Regions from separate parts of the Sus scrofa genome. Here region 1 is linked to region 2. Evidence: chromatin contacts called from public HiChIP or PLAC-seq data. All regions are on one chromosome and are shown on one strand. Each heading gives the region's core, a stretch centred on a gene start, on an enhancer-like site or on the middle of the called end of the contact. The rest is flanking DNA. Distances are from core to core; before and after follow the strand shown.

Region 1 (4,152 bases), core at 290-2,789, 140 kb before region 2:
ACTTTAAGCTTCAGAAAAATGTAGCCCGAAGAAGAGTGCTTTAGACATTCTCATTTAACAAAATTTTATTGAACACTAACTGTGAGTCAGGCTTTATTCTAGACTCTGCAGAGTCAGAAAGATAGACAAACCTGGCTATCCTAATGCTTAGGGGAGTTGAGATGGGGAAGGAAGAGATATAAAAATATAGGCACAAAATATCTATTGTAACTGTGAATATGGCACTGTAAAGGGTTACTTTCCTGTAAAAAAAAAAAAAAAATTAAGGAATTAAAAGATTCGTCACTGTCCTCCTGAAAAGTCCAACCAGCAATTGCTCCTGAGTGTCTAGTGCTCTTCCTTGCAGTTCCAGGCTCTGCTGTGGACTCTGCAATGAATGCCCAGAGTTCCCCATCAGAATCTCCCCATTAGGTGAGGACAGGGAGGGAAGTCCCTGCCTGACTCTTTATGCTTCAGAACACACCCCAAGAGTCTTTGCTGGAGTGCTGGGCTAGTTAAGGGAGATCATACTATACAGGAGAACTGTAAATTGTCAACTAACACAGTGTTCCCTCCATAGTTCATGGGGAAAGAATTTATACGTCCAACAAATATATGCTAGCTGTCCTTTGAGGTGCCCAAGACAGATAAAATCTCCCACCTATAGAGCTTTCTTCTCCCACCTATGGAGCTTTCATTTGAGTGAGAAGGTGATAGGAAATAATGTACATTGACAATGTAATTAGAGACGAGTGAGGAAAATAAACAGGGTGATGCTTCTGATAACTCTTCTGCAGAGGGGTCTCAGTTATATCATCCTGAAGGAAGTGATGTGTTTAAGCTGGGACCTGAGGAAGGAGCTAGTCTTGGAAAAGGCAGAAAAAGAGATCATATGAAACTTTTCCCAGGTTCCCTGTCCAAGTCACTGTCTTGTCACAGGTGTCACCTTCTAATCTCCACCTGCTCATAGCAGTGGCCACTTATCTTTCAGGACAACTCAGTCCTATCCACAGGGACTGAATTTCCCTCCCAGGCAAGGTCTGCTTCTTAGTCACAGTCAACGTTTAGTTTCATCCCTGAATGCTGGGTCTTGTTTGAATGGGCTGTTTTACCACTAGGCTGCTTTGGCCTTCCATTCAGGGATTCTGCTGTTCTTCCCCATTGTCTAGGAATTCGACCCTATTTCTTTGTTACTGAATCTAAGATTGTTTTTAATGGCAAACCGTTTTGATGGATGATTAATCCGAAATCCTTTATTTTCCAGTTTTTTTCTGGTCACCTGCCTATTTTTTCCAGTACCATATTGTTCTAAGCCTCAATTGCATGAAGGTCAGGAGGCCATCTAGTAGCTTTAGACGCCCCCAAATTGGCAATGGGGCCCATTTCAGGAAAGGGAGTCCGTAGAGGCCCTCGAGTGTGGGCGCCCAGATGACGTCACTTGAAGGTGGCTGGCTCTGTGCGGGGCGTGACGTCATGCGGGCGGGCTCGGCCGCCGTGAGGTCACCTGGTGGGCGCGGCCAGGCCGAATCCCCAGTGTCGTCACGGGCAGGGGCGGGGCCAGAGCGTGTCAGCGAAGCCGAATCAAAACAAGCCCGAGACCCGCCTTTTCCCTCCGGCTCTGGAGCGTCTCGCTCGCGCTCCGAGCCCGCGGCGCCCGCGCGGCTGCGAGCCTCGAGTGGCTGCGTCCCGGCTCCAGGAAGCCGGGGAGGGCGCGGCGGCCGGGATGGCGCGGCGCGGGCCGCGCGACTGGACGGGAGCCTGAGGAGCCGCCGGCCCGCGCCCTCGGTCCTCGGCCTCCCGGCACCGCGGGGAGCCGCCTTCGCCGCTGCGGGGCACCTGGACGCTCGCGAGATGCCCAACCCCAAAAACAGTAAAGGCGGCCGCAAAAACAAGCGCGCCAACAGCAGCGGGGACGAGCAGGAAAATGGAGCCGGGGCCCTGGCAGCGGCGGGCGCGGCGGCCGGGGGGGCCCTGGCGGCAGCGGCCGGCTGCGGAGCGGCCGCTGCTGGCGCGCCGGGCACCGTGGGCGCCGCGGGCGCGGGAGGCGCGGGGCCGGGCGCCGCCAACGCCGCAGCCGCCGCGGGGGCTGCAGCCGCCGGAGAAGCCAAGAACGGTAAGACGGGGCCGGCGGTGCGAGCGCCAACTTCCTCCCCGACGGGGACGGCGCGGCGGTGGGGCCCTGGGTGGCGCGGGCGATGCGTGGACAATGCGAGAGTCAGGAAGTGCTCACCCCGCCCCTCCGCCCCGCCGCGGCTGCCCCTTCCCGGTCCCCACGCCCGGCGGTGGCGATCGATCGGCGGCCACAGGTCAGTGTCCGCGGGGCGCACGAATCGCGCGCCCCGGGCAGCCTGAGTCGCAGACCCGGAGGGGCGCCCGGGTGCCGGACTGAGGCGCCGTACCCCTCGGGCCCTGCCCATCGTGCCCGCGCTGGCAAAGCCATGTGTGTGCCCCGGGCTGGGGGTAAGAAAGAAGGAAGGAAGTGCCCAAGTTGAGAAGAATGATCCGATTGAAAACTTAGGCACCAGTTCATTTTTCCCTGCGCTCCCCTCACCCACCCGCCTTCCCCACCCACCGAATGAAGAAGAGCTTCAAATCCCTGCAAATCGAGGCTTGCTGTGTCGATTGCCACAGGTGAAGAGGCCCCGAGACATTTTTACTGTAGGGTGTGTGTGTGCGTGCGTGTGTGTGTGTGTGTGTGTGTGTCGCTGGGTGGGGGTGCTCTTTAATTCTCTTGCTCACTTGAGGAAGGAAGAGAATCTGAACTTGACTTCCGTTCTCAGCCCGGGAGTTTAAAAAAAAAAAAATCATCCTCTGGTTAATTCTGCTTCGCATTTTCAGAAGGAAGCCTAATAATCTTAGGTTGTGCCTGAATGCACCTTTTAAAGGGGCACTTAAGGAGTAGAGAAGATGTGACAGGGTTGTTGTTGTCACTGCAGAGACTTGGTTTTAGTTATAGGGTGCTGAACAAACATTTTCAGACTTGGACAGTTCTTTGAGTTCCTCAGGTCAGGCAGTTTTTCAGGGTTGGGGATACAGGGGTATTTCAATAAGGGGAGATTAGGTTCTTTATATCTGGCTTTTAACATATAATCAGCTTTTAAAGCCATTCTTTATGTAACTTAATTTTTTAAACAGGTTACCTGCACTACTTAGAAGAACCCCACAGTGGTCTGAACATGGAGACATGGAGATTGAAGTGTAGCCTATTAGAAACAGAACCTTAGGCCCCATTGGCTGTATCTCTGCAGTTTTGAAATAGGAAGTCCCCCCCTCACCCTCCAGGAACAAATTTATGTCATTTGTGAATTGTTGAAAACACTGCTTTGGGCCAGACCGTCTTTTCCACAGTCTTTTGTGTACCTTGTACTGAACTTCATTTTGGTATTGATGTGGCAGAGGGGAAAGAAGACAGACAGACTTCTGGCTCAGCTGTTTAGAGTTTTGTCATCTTGGGAAGGACCGCTTTTCTGAACCTCAATTTCCGTACTTGTAAAATTGGAAACAAGGATTACGCTGATTGTATTGATTCCCTCACAGGGTTTCGTGAGGCTCAGAGTGCCCTCCCCACCCCAGTCCCCAGTTCTTGTTTTAAAGGCTTGTTACGTTTGTGACAAGCTTAGTAAAGTTTCTCAAGGAAAGTGATTAGTGAATGATAGTTGCCGTTCTCTCATTCAGAAGATATTAAGCATTTACCGTTTTACAGGTACTGGGTTAAGTGGGTTTTTTTGTTTGTTTTTTTTTGTTTTTGTTTTTGTTCTGTCTTCTTGCTATTTCTTTGGGCCACTCCCGCGGCCTATGGAGGTTCCCAGGCTAGGGGTCGAAGCGGAGCTGTAGCCACTGACCTATGCCAGAGCCACAGCAACTCGGGATCCTAGCCTCGTCTGCAACCTACACCACAGCTCACGGCAACGCCGGATCGTTAACCCACTGAGCAAGGGCAGGGACCGAACCCGCAACCTCATGGTTCCTAGTCGGATTTGTTAACTATTGTGCCACGACGGGAACTCCTGGGTTAAGCATTGAAGGAGAGGTGGCGGTGGAGAAAGAGGACATCATGTCTTCATGGAGCCTGCATTCCTGGTGGTGGTTCTGGCTTACCTGCTGTTTTCTGTCTGGGTGGAAGCTTCCAGGTAACTGTTTCCATTTCTTCCTTCTCTGGAAGATGACACCACT
Region 2 (4,313 bases), core at 1,577-4,076:
TATATACATTTAATGTTTTTTTGCCTTTTTTTTTTTTAAGGGCCACACCCACCACATATGGAAGTTCCCAGGCTAGGGGTTGAATTAGAGCTGTAGCTGCCGGCCTGCGCCACAGCCATAGCAACACGGGATCCGAGCTGTGTCTGTGACCTATACCATAGCTCATGGCAATGCCAGATTCTTAACCCACTGAGTGAGGCCTCATGGATACTAGTCAGGTTCTTTACCACTGAGCCACAATGGGAACTCACATTTAATGTTTAAATTTAAATTGGTGCTTTTTTCCCCAAAGTTAAAACATTTGATATGAGCCACTGACCTTACTACAATCATTCATAATAATATTAAAAATTCTACTTTAATTCATATTGATTAATATGAGTACATTAATATAAATGAATTATACTAGATACAGAAAATATTTGCTTTTCTGGTATTTTCCTTTTACCAGATGAGGAACATGTAGTTATCAATCAGAAAAACACTTTTTTTTTTTTTTTTTTTGTCTTTTTGCTATTTCTTTGGGCCGCTCCCGCGGCATATGGAGGTTCCCAGGCTAGGGGTCGAATCGGAGCTGTAGCCACCGGCCTACGCCAGAGCCACAGCAACGCGGGATCCGAGCCGCGTCTGCAACCTACACCACAGCGTCTGCAACCTACACCACAGCTCACGGCAACGGCAACGCCGGATCGTTAACCCACTGAGCAGGGGCAGGGACCGAACCCGCAACCTCATGATTCCTAGTCGGATTCGTTAACCACTGCGCCACGACGGGAACTCCTGAAAAACACTTTTTTTTTTTAAGGTTCAAACCGGCACCATTTTTGGAGTAAGATAGAATGAGGAAAGCTATGAATTAACAAATGAGCTTGTGTGGAAACATGGTGATGCTCATAATAATAATTTCTTGACTTTCTATACTTTTTTCCAATATGAAAACTGGCTTTCTTTTAGGAAAAATAACCCAAACAGATTACAACTTTCTCTTCTCAGTCAAGAAGCTCTAGGATAACAATAATTTTTAAGAAGCAGAAATATCTAAAGTACAAGGAGGGAGTGAACTAGGGGCATTTATCCAGGAATAATATGGGCTCTTTGGAAATAGGGGGTGAGAGATGGGCTGAGTCAAGCATTCGAGGGTTTCTGGCTGTCACCATTTCTAGGTTTGCAAGACATTTGGCTTAGGCCTAAGTTATGGTGCATTTTATTTGTAAATAGTATTTAATGGTGATCCCGCTAATTAGCAGCATAAAATTATGACAGAGTCCTCGAGTTCCCGTTGTGGCGCAGCAGAAACAATCTGACTAAGAACCATGAGGTTGCAGGTTCGATCCCTGGCCTCGCTCAGTGGGTTAAGGATCTGGCGTTGCTGTGAGCTGTGGTGTAGGTTGCAGACGTAGCTCGGATCCTGTGTTGCTGTGGCTGTGGCATAGGCTGGCAGCTGTAGCTCCAATTGAACTCCTAGCCTGGGAGCCTCCATATGCCAGGGGTGCAGCCCTAAAAAAAAGACAGAAGACAAAAAAAAAAAAAATTATGACAGAGTCTTAATAATGCACAGGTTTGCTGTTGTGGTGGGATGAACATAAAAACAAAAATATATTGCTCCATGCATTGCACAGCTTCTTCCTTGCCTTCTCAGGGCAGGCACTATCAAATGTTTGAACATTTTCAAGAACGGCAAATTCAGTGTACAGACATTGCCATCCACATGTGGCCCTCACCAAGTTATCATTAACTTCGAAAGAAGTATTTTTTTCTCTCCTCCATTTTAATTCACCACCTTTATTATGAAATGATGCAGTAAACAGCTTCCTTGTCCTCATCACTGGATTCTCTATCCTGACCCCTGCTTGTTGGGCACACTCATCTATATATAACTTGTGTTTCCCCTGAACTTGGAGAAAGACACGGCACCTGCTGTCCAGCCAGAAGTTATTTTAAGCTCTTCTAAAAGGAGCCATGGCCTTTAGCACTTCGTCTTTGAAAGTCAAGGGAAGAGAATACTTTCTAAATCAAATTGAAAACAGTAAACATTTACTGGTTTAGATCCATGTGTGAGTTTTAAAGTGTTAGGGAGGCTTCTGAGAGATAAAATAAAATCCGAAGTAAACCAAACTTCATAGCAATAAATTTAAAACCAACTGTCCATAGAAGTTTTAATGTGGTTAGTCTAAATGCAAGTGTTCTGTCTGTAGATTTGATTTATTCTTCATCAGAGGCCATAATCAGTGATTTTTTTTTTTTGTATTAAGTTCATGGATCTCCTTTAAACTCATACTCCTCATTTACTTTAAAACAGAATAACTGAATCATTGTAAACCATAGGACGACTCAATTCCTAAAAGTAGCCTCAAGACAAATCCACAGGGGTAAAAAACAAGTCAGAGAACTGTTATTTTAAATTGTCTCTTTCTCAATTAATTTTACAGCAAGAAATTACTTCTAAATTTTATCTTCTATAAAGTTTACTGGCCATCTGTGTCTCCCTTGAGAGAAAGTTTTTCACTTGTCCTGGCAGTCCTAGCAGATTACCACACACTTAGCCCTTCCTGAGCAACACATTTAAATGGTAAATAAAACAATGGAAAGTTCTTCAACAGTTCACTAGCAGTCTCAAAGTTGCAAGTTTCAAACACCACAAACCGCACCCTACATCTTACAGGGCTTGTGGGAGTGTTTGTCATACTTACCAGAAGGCCAGGCACTAAGCAGAAAGAGAAAGAAGAGGCAAGAGGCAGCAAAAGCCAGTCAGAGCAGCAGCAACAGCAGGAGACAGGCGTGCTGGCTGTGTTCTTAAAAGGGAGAGAGAAACTAAACACACACACACACACACACATATCAAGGCAGGAGGGGGAAGGGAAGGAACACCCTGTGACACAGCAAAAGAGAAATATACCCAAGCCTCCGTAGCAGTCTTCTGGGCAAATGTCTTAGAAAAGAGAAGCACCTGGGAGATCTTATCAGGTTCCATGATTTGTCGTTTAAAAAACGTAAACTCTCAGTACATAGCCCCTTTGTGAACAAAAATTTTCAGCATTGTTCTTCAGGGCAGAGATCGTTTTTTCTTATTTCTTGGTTTATTTCCAGTATAGCCTATGATTCATCATCTTTTTCCCACCTTCTTATGCTAACTTAATTAGTGTCAAATTTCTTATAGGAATCATGGAAAAAGAAAAACAATGGCATAACAAAAAGGAGATGTTAGAAACACTTTAATTTTGATGTTTGGTTTACTTGTAAAATTTGAAATAAAAATTTAGATGGCTCTTTGGAACTGGGTTTAATTCCATCTTTGTGTATGTGCTAGTTGGTGTGACCTCAGACCCTAGCTCTTACTCAGGTAACTGCCTTCACATCTCAGATATGCCCTGGGGAAAGCAGTTGCTTTTTCTTCTTTAGTTGCAGGCTTTCTAACCTTCCACAGTGGCTTTTCCAAGTCTTTCCCACCTTCTCAAGTCCTCAATCTCTTTCTTAATTCTCCTCAGAAAAATAACTTCTTCTTCATTTACTATAAAATGCCTTTTTCTCTTAACCTACATCCATTCCATTTTCTTCTGTTTCTGGAGATTGTGTTCCCACGCTATTCCAAAGTGGATTCCTCCATCAGAGTTTCTGCTCTTGGGACTGGCTGGGCATATTGATGTCCTTGTGGTAGGCAGATCATGCCACCAGAAAGACTTCCACACCTGATCCCAGGGACCTGCGAATGCATTACTTTACCTGTGAAAGAGACTTGGCAGATCTTGAGATAGGGAGATTATTCAGAATTATTTGGGTGGGTCCCATGTAATCACAAGGGTCCTTACAATTGAAAGAAGGAAGCGGGAGGGTCAGAATCAGAAAAGAAGAGTTGATGATCCAAGCAGAGGTCAGAGTGATGGAGGGCCACAAGCCAAGGGATGTGGGGAATCTCTAGAAGCTAGGAAAGGAAGACGAGGAAGCAGATTGTTCTTAAGATCCTACAGAAGCAATGCAGTTCTGCTGACACCTGATTTTGGCCCAGTGAAACTCATTGTGGATTTCTGAGCTCCAGAACTGTAAAATAATAAATCTGTGTTGCTTTTAAGCCACAAGATTTGTGATTTGTGGTAAATTGTAGTAGTAGCAAAAGGTAACTAAAATATCTCTTACCCAAACTTTTTCCCACCCTTTTCTCTGAGGTCAGGGGAGGCATAAGCTGAATAGATGGATAGATGATTACCCAGTAAGTGGAGGTCGGGATAAAGAAATTCTGGAGAAGGCAGTGAAGCTGTTTACTGCATCATTTGATAACAGAGTGGCGAATTAAAATGGGTGAGAGAAAAAAGTACTTC

Evidence for each region. HiChIP or PLAC-seq counts read pairs in DNA pulled down with a chosen protein or histone mark.
Region 1: a contact with region 2 is called in an H3K27ac HiChIP or PLAC-seq map of skeletal muscle. The contact joins the promoter of HECA here to the promoter of TXLNB in region 2. A contact is called at or near these places in 1 of 5 promoter capture datasets (liver) and 2 of 2 datasets of contacts at active chromatin or transcription factors (alveolar macrophages and skeletal muscle).

The regions. Positions count from the first base shown.
Region 1 is chr1:25,361,470-25,365,621 of Sscrofa11.1, reverse strand. HECA (headcase protein homolog) reads left to right here and starts at 1,539. Exons shown (of 4, transcript XM_021087304.1): 1 at 1,539-2,092. The coding sequence starts at 1,831.
Region 2 is chr1:25,227,115-25,231,427 of Sscrofa11.1, reverse strand. TXLNB (beta-taxilin) reads right to left here and starts at 2,826. Exons shown (of 9, transcript XM_021087298.1): 1 at 2,691-2,826.